6 separate regions of the Mus musculus genome follow, and all the other regions are linked to region 4. The links are chromatin contacts, called in public HiChIP or PLAC-seq and Micro-C maps. All regions are on one chromosome and are shown on one strand. The core of a region is the stretch at or near the end of the contact, and the rest is flanking DNA. Distances in the headings are between cores, read along the strand shown.

Region 1 (3,343 bases), core at 43-2,542, 830 kb after region 4:
AGAAAGCACCAACTTGCTGGAAAATGGTAATTTGATCATGAGTTAGTGGTGGGTTTTCCCCTCAGGCTTTCTACTCCTTGGTGTTTCATTCTGAGAAGTTTCCTGGTTCCATCTGGCCTTTGGGGGAGGGGGGAGGTAAAAAAAAAAAAGACCACGACCTATTAGGAGTCACTCAAGTGGATGCCAGACCAGAGCAAAGAAACACACAAGGCATGGTCTGGAGAGTCTACCTTCATCACAGAGCAGAATGAAATTATTCCTGTAACAAAGCAAGAGCCATTTCTGGAAAGTGGCCGGGGAGTAAGAGGTGGGGGAGGGGGCTTTGATTGATGATCTCTAAGCGGTTTCACAGGGAGAGAATTTTGAAAGCAGTTCCAACCAGAAACACAATCAGGAGAAAGACTATATTGCACTTTTGGGTATGTTATATACAGTGTGTGTGTGTGTGTGTGTGTGTGTGTGTGTGTGTGCATGTGTGTTTATAATCTTCTCCCTTAAAAAGCCCCCTGAAAATAGCATTCATGGAGCCCGTGGCAATAAGGAGTACTTTTCAGACAGTCTGGAAACAGTATCTGTCAGGGACCACAACTGAGTGGAGGAAAGGGATGTTAGGAATGAGGTAAGAGTCTGGCGTTGCAGTCTTGAGGGTATGGGAAGGAAGCTCAGGCTTGCACGTGCAGAGGGAATGGCTTGGGCAGAAGGGAAATCGAATTCGCTGTCACTTAGACTAGCAAACGTCAGTGCCATTCAGCTCTTCAATTTCCGATTCAGATGAGAGTGTTACATTTAAATGAGAGTGTCACATTTTTCTCCCTTTCTTCCCCAGAGCACCCATTCCAGACCTAGCCTTTCTCCCCTTGCCTAAGGCATGGTTTCTGTCTCACTTCTGACTGCCAGGCAGGAAATGTTCCTAGCCATGGGATAAGCCTCCCGTCTGAAGGGGCCGAGGAGGAGGTTGAGAAGAGGAAAGGAGAAACAAAGGAAGAAAAACACAAACTTTACTAGAGCTGCTGGCTGGAGCCGCAAGCTCCAGGCAGGTTTCCAGTTTCCTAGAAGCAGGGATCCGTGGGCGTGGCCCTCAGTGTTTGTTAATCGGCCCGGTGTACTCTGTGGGCGTGCCCTCGGTGTATTAAGCTAATCTGTCTGTTGTACTCTGTGGGCGTGGCTCTTAGTTATGCTAATCGGTGCGCCTTGTTTTGTGGGCGTGGCCCGCGTTGTATGCTAATCTGCCGCTGTACTCTGTGGGCGTGGCCCTTGGGCGGGCGGGGCCGTCCTAGTCGCAGAGCCTTGGGGCGCCGGACGCTCGGGGCCGCTGACCCGCTCCCGGAGCTAGTCCACGTTGGTCTCGGTCTTTGTTCTGGGTTAGCGCGGGGACATGCGCCGCTGAGGATGGAGGTGGAGGACTCGGGCGGCGTGGTGCTGACCGCCTACCACTCGCACGCGCGCTCGCAACCGCAGGGCGCTGAGCCACGCTGCGCGTCCCGGGCCAGCCATCCGCTCAGCAGGTACGGAGCGGCACCGCGGGCCGCGCGCGCGCGCGCCGGGCGGGGCGGGGAGGGGGCAGCGCTTAGGCAAGTTTTTATGGAGTTGATAACTGAGACTGCTCTTTGTATGATCCTGATTGGAGATGAGAAACAGCCTGGGCAAAAAGTCTGTGTGTGGCTGGCTGAGGCTAGCGGGGTACTTGTAGTCTTGACGCAACTTTATCAAGAGTTAGATAAACATACCATTTCTGTGGAAGACTCTCACCATGTACTGGAGAAATTTTAAAATATTACCAAGAACCCAAACACAAGTCGGTTGAAAAGAAAAAAAGTTCTCGCAGACACTCAGATTAACTATTTGAAGCTAAAGTTTTTCTCAAAAGGAAACCTTCACTGACATAACAATTTCACTTCTACTGTAAATACCCTCAATTGTTTAAATACAGTGATGTCATTATTTGATGAGTGCCGGTGCCGATTGTATGCAACCAACGCAATTCCTGTTTATTTCTTTGGGTGACCATGTGCATTTAGTAAGCCAGGGATCTGGAGAACATTGCTCTGGCATGCCCATCTGTTCCGCCAAAGACGGATGGTCAAAAATATTCCAAATGTGAGATGGTTTGCTGTCTGGCGTGTTTAGGGGAAGTTCCTTTGCTATTCTCTACGACTATATCAGTGGACGTTTTTACTTATTTATTTTGAAGCCTACGCTAATGCGTGTTTTGATATCATCTCCTAATGGCATCTTACATCACTGTTATTTTCAATTACTTGCTTTTCCTCACACTCTTAACTTTATGTGATTATAATTACTGCTGTTTCCCAATTTAATTGATTTGTGACTATGTCACATAATATGCTTTGGACGGTATCCATGAGATGAACCAATCGCACTGGCTTAGGAATTATACTGGTCTTCGCTAACAAAGAAATTATTGTTTCTTCCAGAGAGAGCAGGTTGAGTCAAATCTCATTTTAAAACAGACAGTGAGAGATGTACCAGTTTTCTCCGGCAGTCGGAGTCACGCACATCATTTTGACTCAGCTTGAAGATACAAACTCTTCTTTGTATTGAGTGTGTAATTCTTTTAGAAGAAAGTACCATCTTGACTAAATAGATGGGATTGGATGCAAGGCAGGGGCCAGTTTTCTACATTCTTAAGTGGCTTGGGTGTAGCTTAAACCCTAGCAGCTGTCCCTGTGGGCATCAGCCAGATAGCTGAAAGCAAATTGGAGGGAGATTTTGTTTTTTATTAGCTCAGCATGTGGTCTTGTAGAATGGTAATGTGTGAGAGTGGGAGAGCTGACTGATATCATAGTCAGTTCTTTACCATAAACCAGTTGGGTCTAAGTTTATAATGTTGCCGATTGCCTTGTACTCCAGAGGACCCTCAGTTACTCCCTCCTCTGAGGCGGGGGATGGGAGTGTGCAGCCCTCCTTCCAGCCCCCCCCAGCAGAATTATGGGAGGATAGCTTAACTCCCTGGCCCTCAGTAGAAGCACTGAAAATAGAGGTTCCCGTGTTTACTAGGAGCTAGAGGATACTACATCATCCATCATGTGCCTGATAACAGAAATTATCAGGCCCAGTTATTAACCTTTGACTTACTAGCTACTGATCAATTCTTTCCTTCAAGCCAAGAAGCAAGAAGGTATTGTTCTGCTTTGGAAGAATGCACCCCTCTCATTCAGGAACATGCGTTCTTTAAACTTGCGAATGGATTTGGAGCCTACTGGTGGCACAGTGAGCAGTCTGGCTCTGGGAAAGTGGGCTCTGACTTCCCAAAGAGATCATTCATTAGCACTTGCTAAAGCTAAACCTTCCTCCTTCCTCCTCAGGCCCCTAGTGTACCTAG
Region 2 (3,736 bases), core at 352-2,851, 580 kb before region 4:
TCGAATGCAACCGCCCTTGCAAGACGTGGCTTGTCAGCGCTACTCATCGAAGTGTAAACCCATCTCTGAAGACCTGGCAGGCAGAAGTACTCTCCCCACCCCAACCCCACCCACGGACTTTGCAGCATCAGTCCATTTGTACACTCGGATCTCTAAGGAAAACAGCATCATCGACGTGAATGACAGCTGCAGCGGGAGCCGGGGAGCGGGCGGTCAGATGCTCCGCCGGGGCTGTCCACTCCGCGGGCACTGAAAACGTCAGGGAAGGTCTCTCTTGGAGCCAACGCGGACTTGACAAAACAGTTGACAATTAGGGCAAAGCACGTACGGCAGAATCATTAGAACCCACAGAAGCCCCGGCCCCAGCGGCGACACCGCGGCGTGGCGATGCCCCCGTGGCTTCGGAAATACCCGCTATCCCTTTAAAAAGTACCCCCCGCAGGCCGGAAGTGACCGCTCGGCGCCACGAGTCGAGCCCCTCGGTGCAGCACGGCCTCGAGCCTCGCGCACGTCCGCGGTCCCGTGGGTTTCCTGCTCTTGCTGCAGTTCTCCGCCGCCAGTCCTCTCCGCGCGGGCAGTTCGGTCACTAAATCTCAGAGACCCGGCGCCTCCCCCAAGCTCCAGCCTACGCCAGGCCTGCTTCCGGGTTCGGCCTGCGCTCCCGGCCCGCTCTAGTGACGCACTTCCGGTGGTGACCAGGCTTGGCTCCGCCCCAAGCTGACACGCGGGCTGATCGGGTTCCCAGCCGTGCACTGTGCTGGGAGGACAGCGAATTCCTGCACCGGGGACCAACTGCTCCGCCACGGCTCGGTCTCTGGGGTTTCTTACCGTCCTGGGCGGAAATGGATAGAATCCGCCAGACCACACGACCCGGGGCCTAACTCTCCAGCCCTGTGACCGCGGCCGTCTGTGTCAAGCTCTCCCTTGGCTCTGCCCAGGGCCCTTGTCGCTTGGCGCTGGGACCTTCAGAAGTTGAAAGGGTTTGCCAGAGGCATCTCAACCACCCTTTCTTAGACTGGCTTTGAAATGGTGTCACCCACCCTCTTGGACTGAATATCTCAGGTCATCTTAGGGTTTCCTCCCGGAATTACTTAGTTTTACACATTCTGGTTCATCCTCTTCTCAAAGGTTGTTTTTTGGATCGAGAAGTTCAGGCAGAAAGCGTTCACTTTCAGTTTTTCCTTGTATCTCTCACGATGCTGTATGACTTGACCTCATAATCTGGTGTCTGGTTAAGTATAAAACTATTCTTTACTTCTCACCCCTCCACAGGGCTGTTTGGATTGTTTCTTTTGTAATAACGTATTATACCGTTTAGAAAACACAGGAAACACAGCTTGGGCGAGTTGGGTGTTTCCTGCTGAAAATTGTGAATATAACGTTTCATGAGAAAAGGAAAAAAAAAAAAGAGCTAATGAGTGGAGCACCCCATCTGAGCTGTGTCCACTTGCCTTGTTCCCTTAAACTAAAACTAATTGCTTCTTGCTAGCACCACCATTGGCTTTTGCAGTCCCCCCAACCCTATTCTGATTTTGTGCTCCTTTCACTGTTTTCTGGCAGTTTTTCTCTGCTTATAAAGATCTTTAAGAAAAAAAGAAAAGAGGAAAAAAAGTTAAAAAAAAAAAGTTTGTTTAAACTCATTCTTTGTATACTCCAAGAAAATTGCAGCTCTTGTTGAAGGCCTTTATCTTTGCACCACTTCCTGTGTTTCTCTGCAATTCATGTGCATTCTTCTGAGGGCTAAGTCAGTTTCTCAACACTTTTACAAACCAAGAATGGATTCCCCCTTGGCCTGGAAGCCATCTCAATAAAATTTTATCATGAAACTATCACTTCTGTCTCCCAGCTTTCTGGAACATTGTCTACCTCAGTGAATACTTGGCTCCAGGCTAAATCTACCCCCAGTAGAGAGATTGGATGTTTGCTTTTTACTTTGAATAGGGAGCAAATTTGTGGGTACTGAAATTGCCTGGTGCATTTAGGATGGCCTCCGTGTAGCTAGTGGTGTCAAGTTCTTTTACTGAAAAACTAGTTCCATTGAGAGTATGTATATAATGGATTCCATCAACTTAGCCTTTGGGCGAGTCACCTCAGCAGATGTCCAGTTACACATATAGCATCCAAGCATAATGCTTATTCAATAGAAAGAGAACTGAAACCTCTCTCAGCAGGCTGATTGGAAAGATACTTGTATTTGTATTTTTCCAGCAATAGTTGAGGCCACACTTAGAGATCTATTGTACAATATAAGATTAAATCAGAGCATTAGATTTCTCTCTAGTTCTTTGAGCCTGCCCTCATGGTTTCTCAAAGACTCTTTAAATGTTTGCCTTACTGAACTTGGATTCTATCACCTGCCCCTCCTCATAGTCTATAAAGTTGAACACTCCCTTTATGCTTTCCAAATCAGTAGTGAGTCTTGGAAAGAAAATACAAAAGTCTCCAGAGCATGGCAAAGCCCACATTGTTATTTGATGTCCAACTGTAGTTGGACAAGTGTATGGCACAGACTGAGAGGCACCAGGGGGAGGAGCTATGGGAAAGGCAATGCTGCCTGGAGTTCATGACTAGAAGAGGGAGAAACTCTTCAGTGCAATTTTGCTTCAGTTGGGAGAGTGTTGGAAGTGTAAAGGTGTGCCTATTCCAGCTGTTGGAGTCAGGGTAGCGTCCTAGGACAGTTTATCCAACGGATCAGCAGGAATAAAGTGAGGGGGGGGAATTATTGGTCTATAGGCAAAAGGATAGCAGTTGAAAAGGTCCAGAGGAATTAAAATGTTCGTGTTCAGGGAACTGCAAATAGGTATCAGAATGGGAGCTGGGGTGATAGGTGCCACTGCCAAGCACACATGAGCAGCCAGTCCCAGATCTGCCTAACTGCAGTGCTACCTGGGTCTCTCTCACGACGTCCACACTCTTTGGTCAAAGTATGTAAAACTACTGAGGTGTGCTAGGCATCCTTGCACCCTCCTGTGCACATAATGACTGAGATGAAGTAAGCTTAACAAGAATGTCTATACTGACTTGCATGTACGTTTTCTCCTGATAACTATGGCTTCCTCAAGCAAAATACAAATTACTGTCCCAATACATTCTTGAAGGCGTATCTATCAGTGTTCTGGTCTAGGAGTTAAAAGGATCTTTTACATCTTATTTTGACCTTTGGCCATGGAGGAGTGATGCTTGCTTGCTTCTTCCTGTTTTCTTATAGAACCCAGGATAACAAGCCCAGGGGTGGTAGCACTTACCACGGGCTAGACTCTCTCCCCTTGATCACTAATTGAGAAAATGCCTTACAGCTAGATCTCATGGAGGCATTTCCTTAACTGAGACTCCTTCTCTGATCTGTCAAGTACAACCAGTTCCTGTAATTGACCTCAATAGATTCATTGGTTCCACCAAGCCAACTCAGTTGGGATCATATCGTTGATTTGCTGATGTCCTCTCTTGGGTGGTTAGGTATTAATTCTGTTCATCTCTCCAAAAGTCATGCAACAAACAAGATGAATGATTTCCAGATGAACTTGCTTCATCCCTCTTTAATAATGAAACTCAGGGCCCTTCTCTATGTTTTCCATTTTGAAGAGCAAGGAAAGCTAACAACAGTCAAGGAAATCTACCTCCCAGCATCCTGTCCATCCTTTTCTTACTGAAAGGTGTCCTTAGAAAGTTCTGTAAAGCCTGTTGTGCTGTATAGTTTATACCAACTTGAAACAAGCTAAAGCCATCAACTGGTGAA
Region 3 (3,537 bases), core at 553-3,052, 600 kb before region 4:
GCTTTCTGACTCTCTGACCTTGCGCTGACTGACCGACACAGACTGGACCTCCACCTCATTTCCCTTAAGTTATCTGTTTTGGAAGGAGAGCGACATTCCTAGTCTAAGGCAAGGGTTTCCAACCTTCCTAATGCTGTAACCCTTTGTTGCCGTTCCTTATGTGGTGACTCCCAACCATAAAATTATTTTTGTTGCTACTTTATAACTTTATTTTTACTGCTGTTGTGAATAGTAATGTAAATACCATCTGATATGCAACCTCTGTGAAAGTGTCGTTCAACCCAAGGGATCGAGACCCACAGGTTGAGAACCACTGCTCTAAGGCACATGTGCACTTGTGGATCCTGTCTCCTTAGCTAACCTCTCGGGGACTCAGGGACTGTCACTGGTCATTGACAGGTGGAGAGCTTCCTCTTCTTTCAGTGAAAAAATGTAAAAACCAGACCCAATTCTTTCCTTTTAGAAATGCTTTCTTTTTCTTCTCCAATGTCTGTTCCCCTGCCCAGGACATTTTCAAACCTGTTTCTCAAATTAAAGACCCCCAAAGCTGACAGAGTGATGCTATGTGTTTCCTACTACCTGCTGTACACTGCCCCTAAAAAGAAGTACAGCCAAAACAAACAAAAACAAGAAGGGGAACTGCGAGAGGGAGTCAGGGCAGGCAAACTGAAAAAGAAGGTTAGAAAGATGAAAGAGAAAAACCAGAGAGAGAGAGAGAGAGAGAGAAACTTTGGACGTAGAAATGTTAACTATAAACGGGTCCACGCTTCATTCAGCCCACCACACACACACACACACACACACACACACACACACACACACCTAGGTCGAGGCCCTAGCAGAAGCACCTGAACGCGCGTGCGCGTGCACAGAGAGAGAGAGAGAGAGAGAGAGAGAGAAAGAGAGAGAGAGAGGGGGGGGAGAGGGAGAGAGAGAGAGAGAGAGGAGAGAGACTGATAAACCCGCCAACCTCAGATAAATTTGACTCTTCAACTTGTAGCCTCCAATCGCAGCAAAAGGACGAAGGTCCTTCGCCACCTGCCAGCAGAAGACGCTGCAAGCGCCCGCGGCGCCGCAGTAGCCTCTCTCCTGCTGCAGTCCCGACAGAGTTTCAGATCCAAATCCATAGGGCTAGCGCTCCTCTTCCCCTCGCCCCGCTCCCCTGCCTTCGACCTCCTCTGGAGGCCCGGAGGAAGGAAGCAGGGCACTTTGCCACTTCTAAGGAAGGGGAGGAGAGGCGGCGACAGAGACTCCCACAGAAGGAGCCCCAAGCCCTGTATCCTTCTCCCCACTCCCCGCCCGCACACCCGCGCAGGTCCGATGCTGGCGAGTGGGCCACTTGCCAAGGTGTCGGTGCTCACTCCGGGTGCCGGGATTCAGGCGGGACTGTGAGACGGAAAGGTTGGGGTTGCAGATGAGGCGGGTGTGGGAGAGGGGCGACCCGGCGGTCTCCACCCCCCGGGCCACTGCAACTCCAAAGCACGCATAGGGACCCCCGTCGTCTTAAAGGCCTTCCCTCCGGGTGCGTTCGCCTCCCGCCCCGCTCCCCGCCTGGACGTCTGCGGAAAAAGAAGATAAAAGAGTACCTGGAGCGAACACCATGACTTCCTTCAGCCGCTACACCCTTGGGTTTCTAGAGGTGGACAGACAGAGGGCGGGAGCCGACGGGGGACCGGGGAACCGCGGGGCCGGGAGCAGACGGGCGCGCAGGGTGCGGGCGGGACGGTCAGCACCTCGGACAGCTCCCTGCGCGCGGTCCCGGGCCGCGGCTCAGCGCTGGGCGCGCGCTGCCTCCACAATGCACCGCTCCGCCGGCGGGAGGAGGAGAGGCAACCCGGCTCAGCTCCTCCTCGGTCCCCGCGCCAGCTTGGCGATTCACCGCCGAAGGAGCAGGGCGCTTCTACCGCTTCCACCGAAGCAGGAAGGACGGAAGGGGAAGCCAGACAGAAAGGTAATTGCCCGGTTTCCCGGCAGGCGCACAACTAATTGCTTCTAACTACCTGCTGTCACTCACCCCCAGGGATGCCGGGCTGACATTTAAGATGAGTTTGTCCCTTTCCCCACATCGCACTAGACTTTACTCCAGAGGCTGAGTTCTTGGAGTGTGGCTGTCTCTGAACAGAGGGAGGAACCACCAAGTTAACCCGTCTTTGCTGTTCACGACTTCTCTGGCTGCCCCAGGCCTCTCAATGTCAGCAAGAGAGCTAAAAGAGAAAAACAGGATGACCTTGCAATGCATGCATGACAAGGGCGCTGCTCGCGGGTCCTGTTCCCCGTGACCACTGGGTCAACTCCCACATTTGCAGGTTCTCAAGGTCATAGCCTGAGAGGAAACGGTGTTAGTCACTGCAAAAAAAAGTACAGATGAGACATGTCTCGGACAAACTCCAACTTCTGCACGGATGAGGAAAAACATCTCTGACATTGATTACATACTTAAGAGCTTGCCCAGATCTGGTTCAGTTGGTATCTGCGCCCTTTACAGTTGGTTCCACCCTGAACAAGGACTTGCTGGATGCTCACTGCAGGCTCCTAACCCGTAGTTCACTTGAAGATATCTGTTCCCTGATTAATGTTGGTGCGGTGTAGGCAACGCTCATTAGATGCCACCAGCTTGCAACACGCGCGTGTGGGTTTCAGTGACAGAGTCAAAAACCACATAAGGATCCCCTTGCCTTGGCTTTTATCCTCCATCTCTGTAGTTGAATGGGGTTGTCCAAAACCAAAGGCAATCAGAGTTTTTGGGCATTCTTCACCTTTTCCTGGAAATAATAGCGCTGTTCTAAAAGCACAGTACTAACAATTTGATTAAAAGCCTTAAGCTCTACCCTGTTTTGGCAAACATAGGCATTTAAATAGCCAGGCTGGCACCGAGTTTGTTCAAAGCCATAATAGGTTGAAAATGTAAATAGTTTCACAAATCTTGAACTACGGTTATCATGGAGGCATCTGGGCAGCTTCAACACAACACAGTCACAAATGCTCTTAGCACCTGGTGTCATAGGAGATGAAACAGATGGGGCCTGCCTCAGCACGATGCAAATCAGCCAATGGGTAGGAAAAATACCCATGCACAAAGGGGTGGAGTCCTCTCATATGCCCAAGATACACCCAAACCCTTGGGAACAAAAACTATCTGCCCCTCTAGTTTCAGCACCGTGGGACACATGAAGCACTATTTGAGATTTGCTTGAATGACTGCCGACTGCTTTAAATAAACACCCCTCCACCACCCTTAATTTTTTACAACTTTGTGTGTTCATGGCCTTTACTCACCGAATGCATAAACAAATATCCACAGGAAAATATCGTGTTAAGAACATCTGAAAACATTCTTAAGGATCAACCAGATGCAAACGCAGGTCCAGCACCTTCCCCATTAACTCACTGTTTAACCTTGGATATGTCACCCTATTTGGCCCATCTCGTCTATACTACAAGAACTGAGGCATCTGCAGGGTTTGCTGTGAGGACCCTCTGAAATATGGATCTCAGTGAATTAAGAAAGAGCAAGGGGTCCTGGTGTGGTGCTGTGTG
Region 4 (3,382 bases), core at 872-3,371:
TTTTCTCCATCCTTTCTCAGGAGGTCATTTTAGGGGTGGGGGTGAGGGGTGGGGTGAGAGAGAGGAGGCAGCAACCATGGCTTAGCTCTGGGGAGCTCTTTGGGTTGTTGACTATACAGTTTAAGCAGGAATAAGAACTGATGCCCATATGTGGTTATCTATCAAATGTTAAAAGTCCAGTCCTGCTGGGTCTTCAGAGTGCATTCTCTATGTTCCCTTCTATAACAGAGATGCTAAAAATTAAGGGCATTATGTTGCTCTTAAAGATGACCATCACAGGCCTTTGGACACACACACACACACACACACACACACACACTTTGCAAGGCAGTCCATGTAGTAGAATAGATTTGAAAATGTAAGTTATTTGGGTAGAATTTCGCTTTTAATTGGTGCTTAAGTGAGGAGCTATGACCCTTGATTCCTTCTGGTATATCAATCTGGTTATGATCTTTTCTCCACATGGGCAAGCAAATGGCAGTCAGGTTTTTTATTGTTTGCAAAGAACAATATCTCTTTGGAACTTGGTTGGAATTCAGTAAAGAAATCCTAAATGTTTTAGGGAGGTGTCAACAGTGAGACCACATCTGCAAACCTTTAAAATCTGGTTTTTAAAAGGTCCTCTACCAGTAAGTATAAACACCAAATATACCGGAGAAGTATATTTGGAGATACAGGAGAGTACGTACAAATACACAGGAGAGTAAGTATAAACACCAAATATACTCGCCCCACATGTTTATACTTATTGTATGTCGCAACATAAAATTTGCTGCTTTAGTTGAACTGTAGGCTCCAGGTCTTTAATAGTCTTGAAGTCTAGATTGGCTTCAAGAGACTTTAAGGTCTAGGCATTTTAGAAACAAAGCCAGCTTCAGCAGCCAGGGTGGCTCTCTGAAGAGAGATGCCCCCCGGGAGCTGGATGTCATGAAAGAGGCACCTTTCTGCATTCCTCTTCTGCAAGCCAGCTTTACATCCAGCAGAATATAAGAAAAGTTGGAATAGATTTTAACAAGGTTTACAGAAGATGTTTAAAATTAGTTTAATAGCTTCTAATTATTCCCTAGTTTATTATTCTTCCAGCTCTCTTGAAAGACGAACTCCTTTTCAGCATATCACGATCTGACACAGAATACTGACAGAGGTCAGGTGACACAGAAAAGCCCCCCCCCCCCAAGCTTTCCTTAGACCAAAGGAAGGAAAACAAACTTAGCAGTGGATCTGTCTGCCTTTGCAACTGGCTGCCTGGCGCGAGTCCTGCCTTGGTTAAGGAATGGAGGATGGGGAAATCAAATGAGGGATGTCTAAAAATACAACTGCTTCCAAGAGAGAGAATCAAGTTCTCTGCTCATGATGGATAGAACCCAGCATCAAAGACTTAGGGCCCCAGATTGTGAGCGATGCTGTGCCCTGCACCCAACCCAGGTCCTCGACCCCCGGCCCCTGGCCCTCAGGGCCGCGAGTCTCTTGCCCTTGCTTTGGTCTAGTCACATGAGTGCAGCAGCTACGAGTCCGCCTCAAGTGAAGTGAAGGCAATCCCCAACTCGCCTTTTCTGGGCAGCGCAGTCCTGGTAGCACGCCCAGGAGAACACCTGACTCAGAACACCGGCCAAGGGGCCTGGGCTCGGGGACAGGAGGGCTAGTGAAGGGCGCTCGGAGGCCGGGGATTGACAGAAATGCTCAAAATGGAGGCACTCTAAGCAAACAATAATCGCTCACTTACCCAGGGAGACCGGGGCAGCTCGGGAGACACAAAGAACCATGGAGAAACTTTTCAGCCCGAGCCGACGGCGGAGCGCAGGGACAGCGCCCCGGAGCCCCGGGAGCGAGAGCGGCTGGACAGCCCGGTGGGGACGAACCTGCGCCAGGGGCTCGCAGTCCCCTCAGGCGCGGTGGCGGAAGCCATTTCCAAGAGTTTCCAAGAAGTGTCAGGTCCTCCGCATCCCGCGCGCCGCCTGGAGCCCTTCTTCCCTCGGGCGCGCCTTCCCTGTTGCCACGGTCCCCTCCCGCTGCGCACACTGCCGACCCTGCGGCCGCGCGCTCTCCAGCCCTGCGCCTCTTTTGTGTGGCTGCGGCGCGCCGGGCTCCGCCGGGTGGAGTTGAGCCCGCGGCGGCTGCTCCGGGCGGCCGGACTGGCGGCTGTTGCTAAGAGACCGGAGCCATGACACAGGGAAATTGCGGCAGGATGGCAGTAGGTACCCGGCCCGGCTTGGCTCTCAGGGGGGCACCCGCCCCCCGCCCCGCCCCCTCTACCCCCAGCCCCTCCCCCGCCTCCTCTCCAGCCTGCCGTCCGTCCCTTCGACAGCGACTTGTCCCCCTTCCCAAGAGGGGCACCAGGGGAGGCGACACCTGCACCGCGTGCTTGAACCAGGTCGGGGCGCGATCGTGTAAGGCAAGGTTCTGAACGCAGCTGAAACGCCTTCAGCCTCAGCTGACAGCTTGGTTCTCTTTCCCCAACTACCTGTCTGAGCACCTAACCCAAGAGGATCCAGAGAAACGCCAGCCCCTCCCAGGGAGTTCCCCATCAGGATCTGAGTGATGCTGTCCCTGAAGACAGGGATTATTCTTCAGGTCTCTGGTCCCTCAGGCTCCCATCCTCTCTGCTCTCCCTTTTTCTTATTACAGTGCACACAGCCTCGCCCCCTACCCCACCTACACTTGAGAGTTTGCAGCGTGGATGCCCCAAGAACACAGTAAGTGCCCCCCCCCCCCCAACGAACCAAGCCAGGACGGGCCGGAGCGGAGCGGAGCGGGCTCACAAACTAGGTGCTCTCACCACCGGACTCACATAAACCTCTGTCAAATGCTATCACACTTGAGCAGAACTGGGCTGTGTAACTGGCCTTAAGGGACCTCAAGGGCTCCCTGGAATATGGGCCTTTGAGTCTCTTCTGAGGTTAGAATGGGCTGAAAGATGCTTAGGCAGGCCCTACAGTTCCCTCCCTCTACCCTCTGGGGTAACCCAAGCCTTCAAAAAGAAACACGTTCTTAGGGAATGGCAATCAGGGTTAGCTTCAAAGAGGAGAAATGGGGGTAGGGAGGTTACTCAAACTCTCTATGTCATTTGAAAAGCAGAGAAGAACACACACACACACACACACACACACACACACACACACACACACGAGGGAGAGAGAAATCCTATTTTTTATCTTCATATTTTCATTCTCTCTCAAGCACATAGTAGAAATGACAGGGAAAAGAATTTTCAAATGGAATTTCCCCACTGAGTGTTAAGAAAGTTAGACAGGTTTCAATTAGTTATTAAAATGACGTGGCTAGGATTCAGGCAGAGAGGAAGAGAAAGGCAGATAAAATCAAGGCTCCCGAAAATTAGGCATCCAGGCAAGGGTCTTGTAATGGCGACTGTGGTGGGTGCTGC
Region 5 (3,849 bases), core at 616-3,115, 550 kb before region 4:
ACGTATGTGTAGAATGTGTGTATGTGTACACACTGGGGATCAGGGACTTGCTTAAACCGAGGACGTAGATTTAGCCCTTACTGATACCCCTAGACCCGAGATACTTATGTTAAAATCAAATGCCAGATGATAGTCTGAGGCTTACTACTCTAAGGTACACTCACCATGAACAATTCAGGCTATGTTCTTAATGCCTTAAACACCAAAATCTTCAGATCAGACTCAGGCTGATCAGGGGCAAGCCAGATCTACAGGAAGAAAGGCACAGATTAAGTAAGATTTTTTTTTTCTACATTAAATCCTAAACCAAGTATTTACAAGAGTCACAAAACACTCTGTCCCACCTCTTGCCTATGAACCGTTTTTTGGGGAGACACTGTGAGGCTAACAGTAGTCAGGTCTGGTTCTATGTAAGGACTAGACCCGGAGTAGTCCGTGGTATATATTCTTGAAAACATCAGCACATATATGTTCTTTATCCACACCACTTCCTGTTGGGTGCACATTTTCCTTTAAGAACTATAGACATCTAGATGCATGTTTGAATATCGGACGGCTGCAGGAACACACATACCCAACAGCTAAAGAGTGGAGAAATAAGCATGCCACTTTGTCTACTACACAATTACAAACTTGTCTCCAAGACTGCCATGGAGAAATCTTACATTTTTCTCCCTCCATCCCCGGATGCAGGTTCAAAGAATTTTCTTTCGTTCTTAACTCTCACCCAAAGAACTCCACATCCTGCAGCCCAACAGGCTTTGAAGAACAAAAATTTCCTCTACTGACCACCAATCCCACAAGTGCAGTAGAAGCAGGTGGCCGTGTTACAATACAGTCCTACACAATGACTTTGTCCGAGATTCCACCAAAGGGTCGACATCCTGAGAACCCATAACAAGTTCATACTATAGGAATCACAGGGCTCTGAGTTAGCAGGCTTTCCCATGTGCACGGAGTGAGGGCTGGTAAGATAGTTTCTAAGGATGCTCCCTCCAGTCTTCACCTCAGCCTTCCTGGGTTCTAGATGCACCCTGGGCCGGCAGTCAGCCTAAGGGAAGGCATTCCCTGCAGAAATTCCCTCCGTGGCACTTCTGAGGTCATGGACTTGGGAGAAGAGTGGCCCTATGGTAGCTATGGCAACATATCAGCGTGCGTACGCCTTCTCGATTCTGGTGAGTGTGTAATTCTTTTTCAAAGGAGGTCACAGGGCAATCGGCTCGGTTTTTTTTTCCCCCTATAGAGATGTTCCCATTGCTAAGTTCAAATGAGTCAAACCTGAAGATAACCATTGCCAGTATGTGTGTAAGTAGGTGTAGGACAAGACATAGCCCAACACCTATAATACTATAAAGCAGCTCCTTGCTAGCAGCTCCCCAAATCGCGGGAGCGTTAAGGCGTCCTCACCGAGCACAGAGCCAGGCTTTCCCAAAGCAAACTTACATAAGCAGCCGCAGCCGCCTCCTTATTCCGGAGCAGCTGCGACAATGGCGGCCACACCACTTCCCTGTTGCGACCGCACAACTTGGGAGTGGGGAATCCGGGGCCCCGCGAAAGACATGGGGCGCAGTCCGCGCGTGGGGAGCCCACATTCGCATTTCGCAGCCAATGAGCCGCCGGATGCAGCGAGCCCTCAGCATTCTCTCCTAAACAAAAGCTCCCCTGAGCTGTGCCCGCCAGCGACGGGCCACCTTCCCTTCCACCATCCTCCACTTCTCCAGGTCGCGGCGCGGGCGCGAGGCTCTCTTCCTTGGCCCGCAGCAGCCCCGGCGGCGCGACGAGCTCGGGAGCGGGCATGCGGCCGGTTCCGCAGCCCCGCGCCGCGCCGCGCCCTGCTCCGCCCGCGAGCCCCGAGCTCGCGCCCCGCGCACTCCGCGGCCTGCGCGTCTGGTCCTCCCGCGCCCTCCCGCGGCCAAGGGCGGGGGCGGCGCGCGGCCGGCTCCCCGGAGCTCGGCGGACGCAGGCGGGGGAGCGTGCGCGGGGGGTCCCGTCGGCTCCGGGGGAAACCACAGCTGCGAGGGGCGGCGCCCCGCGGGCCGCGCTCGGGCCCGGCTCGGCCGTCCCCACCCCCACCGCGGTGCACTGCGGCGCGGAGAGCCAGGCGGCCATGAACTCGGCCGCGGAGAGAGAGCGCGCGCGCGGGGCCGCCGCCTGGCCTCTTCCCCACCCGCTCGCTGGCCTGCGCAGCCACCGGGGACGCCCGGCCCCCCACGCCCAACCGCGGCCCACGCCCCGATCCCGCTCGCACCGCGCTGCGCCGCCACATCCTGCAGCTGGCTGCTGCCCCGGAGCTCGGCGGGAACGCGCCTCCTCGCAGCCGCCCCGGCCGCGCCCGCCGCCGGCTGCCCCCGCGTCCCCGCGCCCGTCCCCGGCCCTTCCAGCACCCGGCCCGCGCTTACCTGCAGCTTGGCACCGCTACAGACGCTCGCTGTCGCTGTGGGCTCCCTCGCTCGGCAGCGCGCAAGCCAGGGACGGGATGGACGCGGGGGCACGGTGGGTGGCAGTGTTTTGGATTTTTTTTTAATTTTTTTTTTTCTGAGTTTGGGGAGGGGGTGGGGTAGGGGGGGAATCGTGCACGTCCCTGGTGGTGGCAGCCCTCCTCCTGCACGAGCACACACTAGCCAACCCGCCGCGAACACCCCCACCACCCCCCTCCCCGTGCATGCGCGGTGCGGGCTCCGGGGTAGTGGGGGGGAGAGAAGGCGCGCCGCCGCTTGCGCAGGCACGGAACTGGCTGGGGCCTCCCTCGTGAGCGAGCGAGGAAAGGGTTAATCTGGGACCTGACGGGTGGTTGCTTTCCCTGGGTCTACGGGGCCGCCCGCGGAGAGCCCTGGCCTGCGCACGCGCGCGCACGCGCGCGGCAAGGGGCGCGCGGAGCCCGCGCGCGGGAGAAGGGGGTGGGCGGGGTCGGGGCGGGGCTTCTGCCGGCCAGGGGAGCGAATGCACGAGCTCCTTTCTCGAGCACCCGCCCCCTCCTGGAGCTCCCGACTCCAGGGCTCCCGCCGGCGCCCGGCCTCGGCACTGCGTCGGGAACGCGGGGAGCCTGCGCTCCCGTGCGTGTGCGTGTGCATGTGCGTGGGCCATGTCTGCCCCTGGGCGCGCACGGTTCGGGCGCTGAGCTCGGCCTGGCTTTTGGGCAGGTGTCCCGGTGCACCGTCTGTCTCCCCTGTACCGTCTCGACCGAATATCCAGGCTCATGGCTTGGTTCGTGCCACTGAGGCATTGTTTATGGGGAGCAGGCATTTGCAGAGCAAATGAAGTGCCATTTTTGATTTGGAGTATAAGGGGAAATTCCGGTCACCCTGGACAAACTGCTCAATCCCAAAGCTCTAGATCTACCAGACTAATTGGTGCCTTTACGTTTACCCAGGTACATCCCTCTCTAGCCATCATGTTTCCAGAACTAGGTTGCACTTGATGCTCCCATGGAGAGATCTGATAGCCTGGTAATGTCAGGACATCCATGTAAGTTATAGCTCCGCTGCTGCTGAAACCTTGTGTTCTCTGTGAGGCACTTCCTGATCCTCTTTACCTGCCCTCAGGCCCACGACCTGGAAAGTCCCTTTAGCCCCAAAATTTCTGTTCAACCTGCAATACTGGCAGCTGGATTGAGCTATTGTGCTCCTAAATGTCACTTCACTTCTGCTGCTTTGTCACACTTTCAACAGTCTTATGTTAAATCACGTGAATAACATCTGCAATTAGGGCAGGACCATGGACTTCTGGGAAGATGTAAAAGAATGCCTGTACCGGATGCCTAAGTAAACATGAAGGAAAACTATGGTCGCCTCAATTTTCTAAAGGACACCATATTCAGCCTCAGCTAAAATATTAACCAGTACTGGTTTA
Region 6 (3,464 bases), core at 224-2,723, 630 kb after region 4:
TAAACCAAATATTGTATTCGGCTGGCTGGGTTCCTGCAAAATCGTGTCCTGACACAAAGGCTTGTGTCAGAGTCCTTTGCTATGGGAGGGGGGGGGGATAGAAGGATACGAGGGGTTGTAGAGCAGAAACACAACACAGGAGAAGAGGGAGGGCTGATAAAAGCAGGTGCTGTCCAGTCTGTGAGTGATAGGTGCAGCCTGGGTATTCCAAAAAGCAGGGACCATAATTCTCAGCAGTGTCTTGACCAAAGATCAGGAGGCTGCCTCCACATGTCCTCCTTGTACTGTTCAGGGGAAATACAGAATGGGCTTCTGCCAGCAGTCCACGTGGGGGCCTCCAGAGAGGGAGGAAGAGGCTACATAGGCGTGCAGTGGTGTGCACAGCTCACCTTTGAGAGGCAGCTGGGGGCCTCTAACAGGGGGCCTTTAGAGGGTCATGTTGTGATAGGCAAGGTGTGCATTCATATGGCATGTTCCTGTTTGGTGTATTTACTCAGGATATCACATTTGCACATGGCATCAGTGGATCCTATCTGCTTCTTAAGTTCTTACTACATTATTGATCAACTGCTGGGTGGGGTGGGGGTGGGGGACATTATAGAAGCTCTCTTGAATCCAAGAATGATGAGGGTGGACGCGGCTTTCAACTTGGGAAGGTTATCCTGCTTTAGCTTGCTGTGATCAGTGCCCTGCTGGAGCATGACTTCAGCAATTTTGTTATAATTAATAATTCACTCAGAATCTATGCCTGAAGTAATGCTGGGTATGAATGGGTCCCCTAAAAAACAGAATTATCACTTGCCCAATTATGTCTAACTAGGAAGCTAACATGTGTAATAAGGATGCAATAAACACTTTACCACACAGGGGGATTAGCTGAATAATTAAAAGATCTTTCCACTTAGCATGAATAATTAAGAAATCTAAAGGAAATACAGGCTGAATTTTCAACAAAACTTTCAGAGGCCAAAACCAACTGTGCATTAAAAGCTGTATTCGATGCATCAGGTTGTGGGATAGTCAGTACCTAACGGACCTTTCTTTTGGATCTTGTTATAACAAGTTTTGCCCCCCAAAGAATAAACAATATATAGATTTTTTTTTTCAACATTGTCAGGAAAGGTGCCCTCTTACTGTTTGTTTCTTGTCCAAGTTGACAACGGGTGTGATCCAAAAGCCAATCAGTGGCGTTGTTTTCAGAGTGGTGTTTGGCAGGGAAGGAGACTTGTAGTCCTTAGCTTAGTTTCAGAGATTATCATACTGGTTTCAAATGCAAATAGGGCATTTTATGTGCAAAATACACGGGCACCCATTTATAATGAACATCTTTCCTTGTGCAAATTCATTTCCATGGCTTTTCATCGCAAATTTGTCCCTACAAGGGGACTTGGCGGCTCTGCAACTGCAGCTCTAACCTTCTGAACTCGCCCGGATTTTCACTCAGGGGAGCCCCGCCCCCTCTCTGAAAGCCGCCTATCAGAACTTCTGCTGCCGTCAACAAGTTTCCTGTGGACTGAATTATGAGGAGTGACTGGGCTGCAGCTCAAATGAAAACCAAGGTTTCTCCCCTGATCACCTGTCAGGGTAATTAAAATCGTTCCTTGAAAAGAAGTGTTAACATTTCCTGCCCACGTGACTGGCCATAGCTCAAAACCAGTGTGTTAGATTTGATGTGGATATTTATGGCCGCATTCCCTGGGGAAAATTGCAGTCACCTCTGTCACAGAGGAAAGAAATGTTGTTCTAAAGCAGAGGAGCTTAGCCCAGGAGTTGAGCAGAGCAGGAGGGTACAGAAAGTGAGATTTCAAAAGATGAGGTTGCAGACAGTAAGGTTCAACTCCACTCCCTCACTCTGTGTGTGTGTGTGTGTGTGTGTGTGTGTATGTGTGTGTGTGTGTTTGGATATTTTCTTTATTTACATTTCAAATGTCTTCCCCTTCCTTCGGAAACCCCCTATCCCATTCCCCCTCTCCTACCCATATTCATAGTAGCCATATTTATAATAGCCAGAAGCTGGAAAAAACCCAGATGTCCCTCAACAGAGGAATGGATACAGAAGTTATGGTATATTACACAATGGACTACTACTCAGCTATTAAAAATGATGACTTCATGAAATTCGCAGGCAAATGGATGGAACTTGAGAATATCATCCTGAGTGAGGTGACTCCGTCACAAAGGAACAAACACGGTATGTACTCACTGATAAGTGGATATCATCCCAAAAATTCAGAATACCCAAGAGTCAATTCAAAGACCATATGAAGCCTAAGAAGAAGGAAGACACTCCCACACTCTTTACCCTACCTCTCCACCCCGCCCCCTACCCCTTCCAGAGCATGACAGCAATTCCAGCTGTAGACTCTTGCAAGGCTCCATGGCAGGTGTTTGCCTTTTCTACCATCCTTCCTGGTCACATTTATTGATCAGCTACACGGTACCTGGCAGAGCTACCAGATGGGCATCTGGGCAGAATGATAAGCATCGAAGTCACAGCCCATCCTTCCAATACCCTGCCCTCTGTCTTCATCTTCCTTGCTCTCCATTCCTGGCAGCTAGAGCTGCCTGGTATACCAGGCACTTAACTTGTACATTATTATATCTTCTTGACTTATTGATCTCTTCCGTTCGCTCAAGAGAAGTTTCGCTGTTTTCTTCAGCTCTAGGCACATGGTAGCATCTATAACTATTGCCTGAATAAGTAACCACTCAGATGGGTAAATATTCCAGTGAGGACAAATAAACAAACAAAGCTTCACGTCCAACAAATGAATTGATAAACCAAATAATTGCAGGTTGTAACAAGTGGCAGTGAAGAGAGACTAGGTAATTAGGGAGAGAGAAATCTCCCAGGGTGGGGATGGAAGTGGGGAGAGTGGGGCCCTGCAAGATGAGCCTGAAAACCCCGGAGGCTGGAAGGGAGGGGAGGTGGTGAGCAGGAGACTGACACTGACTGATGACTGGCAGTCATTCCTTTTGAGAAGAACGGAGAGAAAAGAGGAAGTGAGAAAGATTAGAAGGGACTCCTGGATGTGTAAAACAACAGAAATGTCTTTGAAGCTCTGATTTATAAGTGCCCTGAAAACCCGCAGTCTCCGGCAGAGACTTTCCCACCACCCATCCAGGGAACTGTGGCCACCTGAGACACCCTGGTCTAAGGCAGAATCTGGTACCCATCTCACTAATCCTCAAGTGTTAAGATTCCCCCTTTCCTCCTTCTTGGCTTCAAAGAGAGAAAGCCTTAGCAACACATCCCAGGCCTTAGCAACAGCCCCAGGGCTCTTGTATGGCTCTAGGCTCTGTGGTTTCATATTGAATCTAAGTCCTGGGAGCCTCCCTTATCTTGGACTTGGTGGGAGCAGGGGGAATGTTCCATTATTAAGATCTCAATCTCTCTCTGCCTTCCTCCCTCCCTCCCTTTCCCTCCCTCCCTCTCCCTCCCTCCCTCCCTCCTTCCCTCCCTC

Evidence for each region. A called contact is a pair of places that touch in the nucleus more often than the background predicts. HiChIP or PLAC-seq counts read pairs in DNA pulled down with a chosen protein or histone mark.
Region 1: an H3K4me3 HiChIP or PLAC-seq map of neural tube shows a contact between it and region 4, with 6 times the contacts expected there. The contact joins the promoter of Arhgap28 here to the promoter of Tmem200c in region 4. A contact is called at or near these places in 4 of 39 promoter capture datasets (embryonic stem cells, frontonasal cranial neural crest, liver and 1 more), 9 of 484 Hi-C or Micro-C datasets (Sertoli cells, adipose-derived mesenchymal stem cells, cortical neurons and 4 more) and 12 of 115 datasets of contacts at active chromatin or transcription factors (astrocytes, craniofacial prominence, embryonic forebrain and 7 more).
Region 2: a contact with region 4 is called in a Micro-C map of embryonic stem cells, with 3 times the contacts expected there. The contact joins the promoter of C030034I22Rik here to the promoter of Tmem200c in region 4. A contact is called at or near these places in 5 of 39 promoter capture datasets (the 3T3-L1 cell line, cranial neural crest, frontonasal cranial neural crest and 2 more) and 2 of 484 Hi-C or Micro-C datasets (both in embryonic stem cells).
Region 3: a Micro-C map of embryonic stem cells shows a contact between it and region 4, with 3 times the contacts expected there. The contact joins the promoter of Akain1 here to the promoter of Tmem200c in region 4. A contact is called at or near these places in 3 of 39 promoter capture datasets (the 3T3-L1 cell line, cranial neural crest and liver) and 1 of 484 Hi-C or Micro-C datasets (embryonic stem cells).
Region 5: a Micro-C map of embryonic stem cells shows a contact between it and region 4, with 2.7 times the contacts expected there. The contact joins the promoter of Zbtb14 here to the promoter of Tmem200c in region 4. A contact is called at or near these places in 1 of 39 promoter capture datasets (the 3T3-L1 cell line), 3 of 484 Hi-C or Micro-C datasets (all in embryonic stem cells) and 3 of 115 datasets of contacts at active chromatin or transcription factors (craniofacial prominence, embryonic stem cells and extraembryonic endoderm stem cells).
Region 6: an H3K4me3 HiChIP or PLAC-seq map of embryonic basal ganglia shows a contact between it and region 4, with 5 times the contacts expected there. The contact joins the enhancer-like site here to the promoter of Tmem200c in region 4. A contact is called at or near these places in 11 of 115 datasets of contacts at active chromatin or transcription factors (astrocytes, craniofacial prominence, embryonic basal ganglia and 8 more) and 2 of 9 other capture datasets (adipose tissue and pancreatic islet).

What each region holds. Positions count from the first base shown.
Region 1 is chr17:68,002,057-68,005,399 of GRCm38.p6, reverse strand. Arhgap28 (Rho GTPase activating protein 28) reads left to right here and starts at 1,292. Exons shown (of 18, transcript NM_172964.4): 1 at 1,292-1,505. The coding sequence starts at 1,390.
Region 2 is chr17:69,414,312-69,418,047 of GRCm38.p6, reverse strand. C030034I22Rik (RIKEN cDNA C030034I22 gene) reads right to left here and starts at 1,601. Exons shown (of 1, transcript NR_026848.1): 1 at 1-1,601.
Region 3 is chr17:69,437,591-69,441,127 of GRCm38.p6, reverse strand. Akain1 (A kinase (PRKA) anchor inhibitor 1) reads right to left here and starts at 1,802. Exons shown (of 2, transcript NM_001145192.1): 1 at 1,587-1,802. The coding sequence starts at 1,602. A930029G22Rik (a long non-coding RNA gene) reads left to right here and starts at 888. Exons shown (of 2, transcript XR_003952217.1): 1 at 888-1,951.
Region 4 is chr17:68,835,875-68,839,256 of GRCm38.p6, reverse strand. It overlaps Tmem200c (transmembrane protein 200C), which reads right to left and starts at 2,121. Exons shown (of 2, transcript NM_001206661.1): 1 at 1,724-2,121.
Region 5 is chr17:69,381,820-69,385,668 of GRCm38.p6, reverse strand. It overlaps Zbtb14 (zinc finger and BTB domain containing 14), which reads right to left and starts at 1,865. Exons shown (of 3, transcript NM_009547.3): 1 at 1,444-1,865; 2 at 165-248. The coding sequence starts at 167. It overlaps Gm49894 (transcription initiation factor TFIID subunit 4-like), which reads left to right and starts at 1,488. Exons shown (of 3, transcript XM_030250167.1): 1 at 1,488-1,569; 2 at 1,658-2,493; 3 at 3,371-3,849. The coding sequence starts at 1,488. The coding sequence ends at 3,418.
Region 6 is chr17:68,208,825-68,212,288 of GRCm38.p6, reverse strand. No RefSeq gene overlaps it. Among named protein-coding and RNA genes, the nearest start is that of Gm36252, 23 kb to the right of the region's middle. Within about 2 kb of position 1,473, at least 30 of the 459 cell types and tissues checked have an H3K27ac peak or open chromatin away from gene starts, as enhancers often do. A contact at or near this core is called in adipose tissue, craniofacial prominence, embryonic basal ganglia and 2 more, where this site is marked.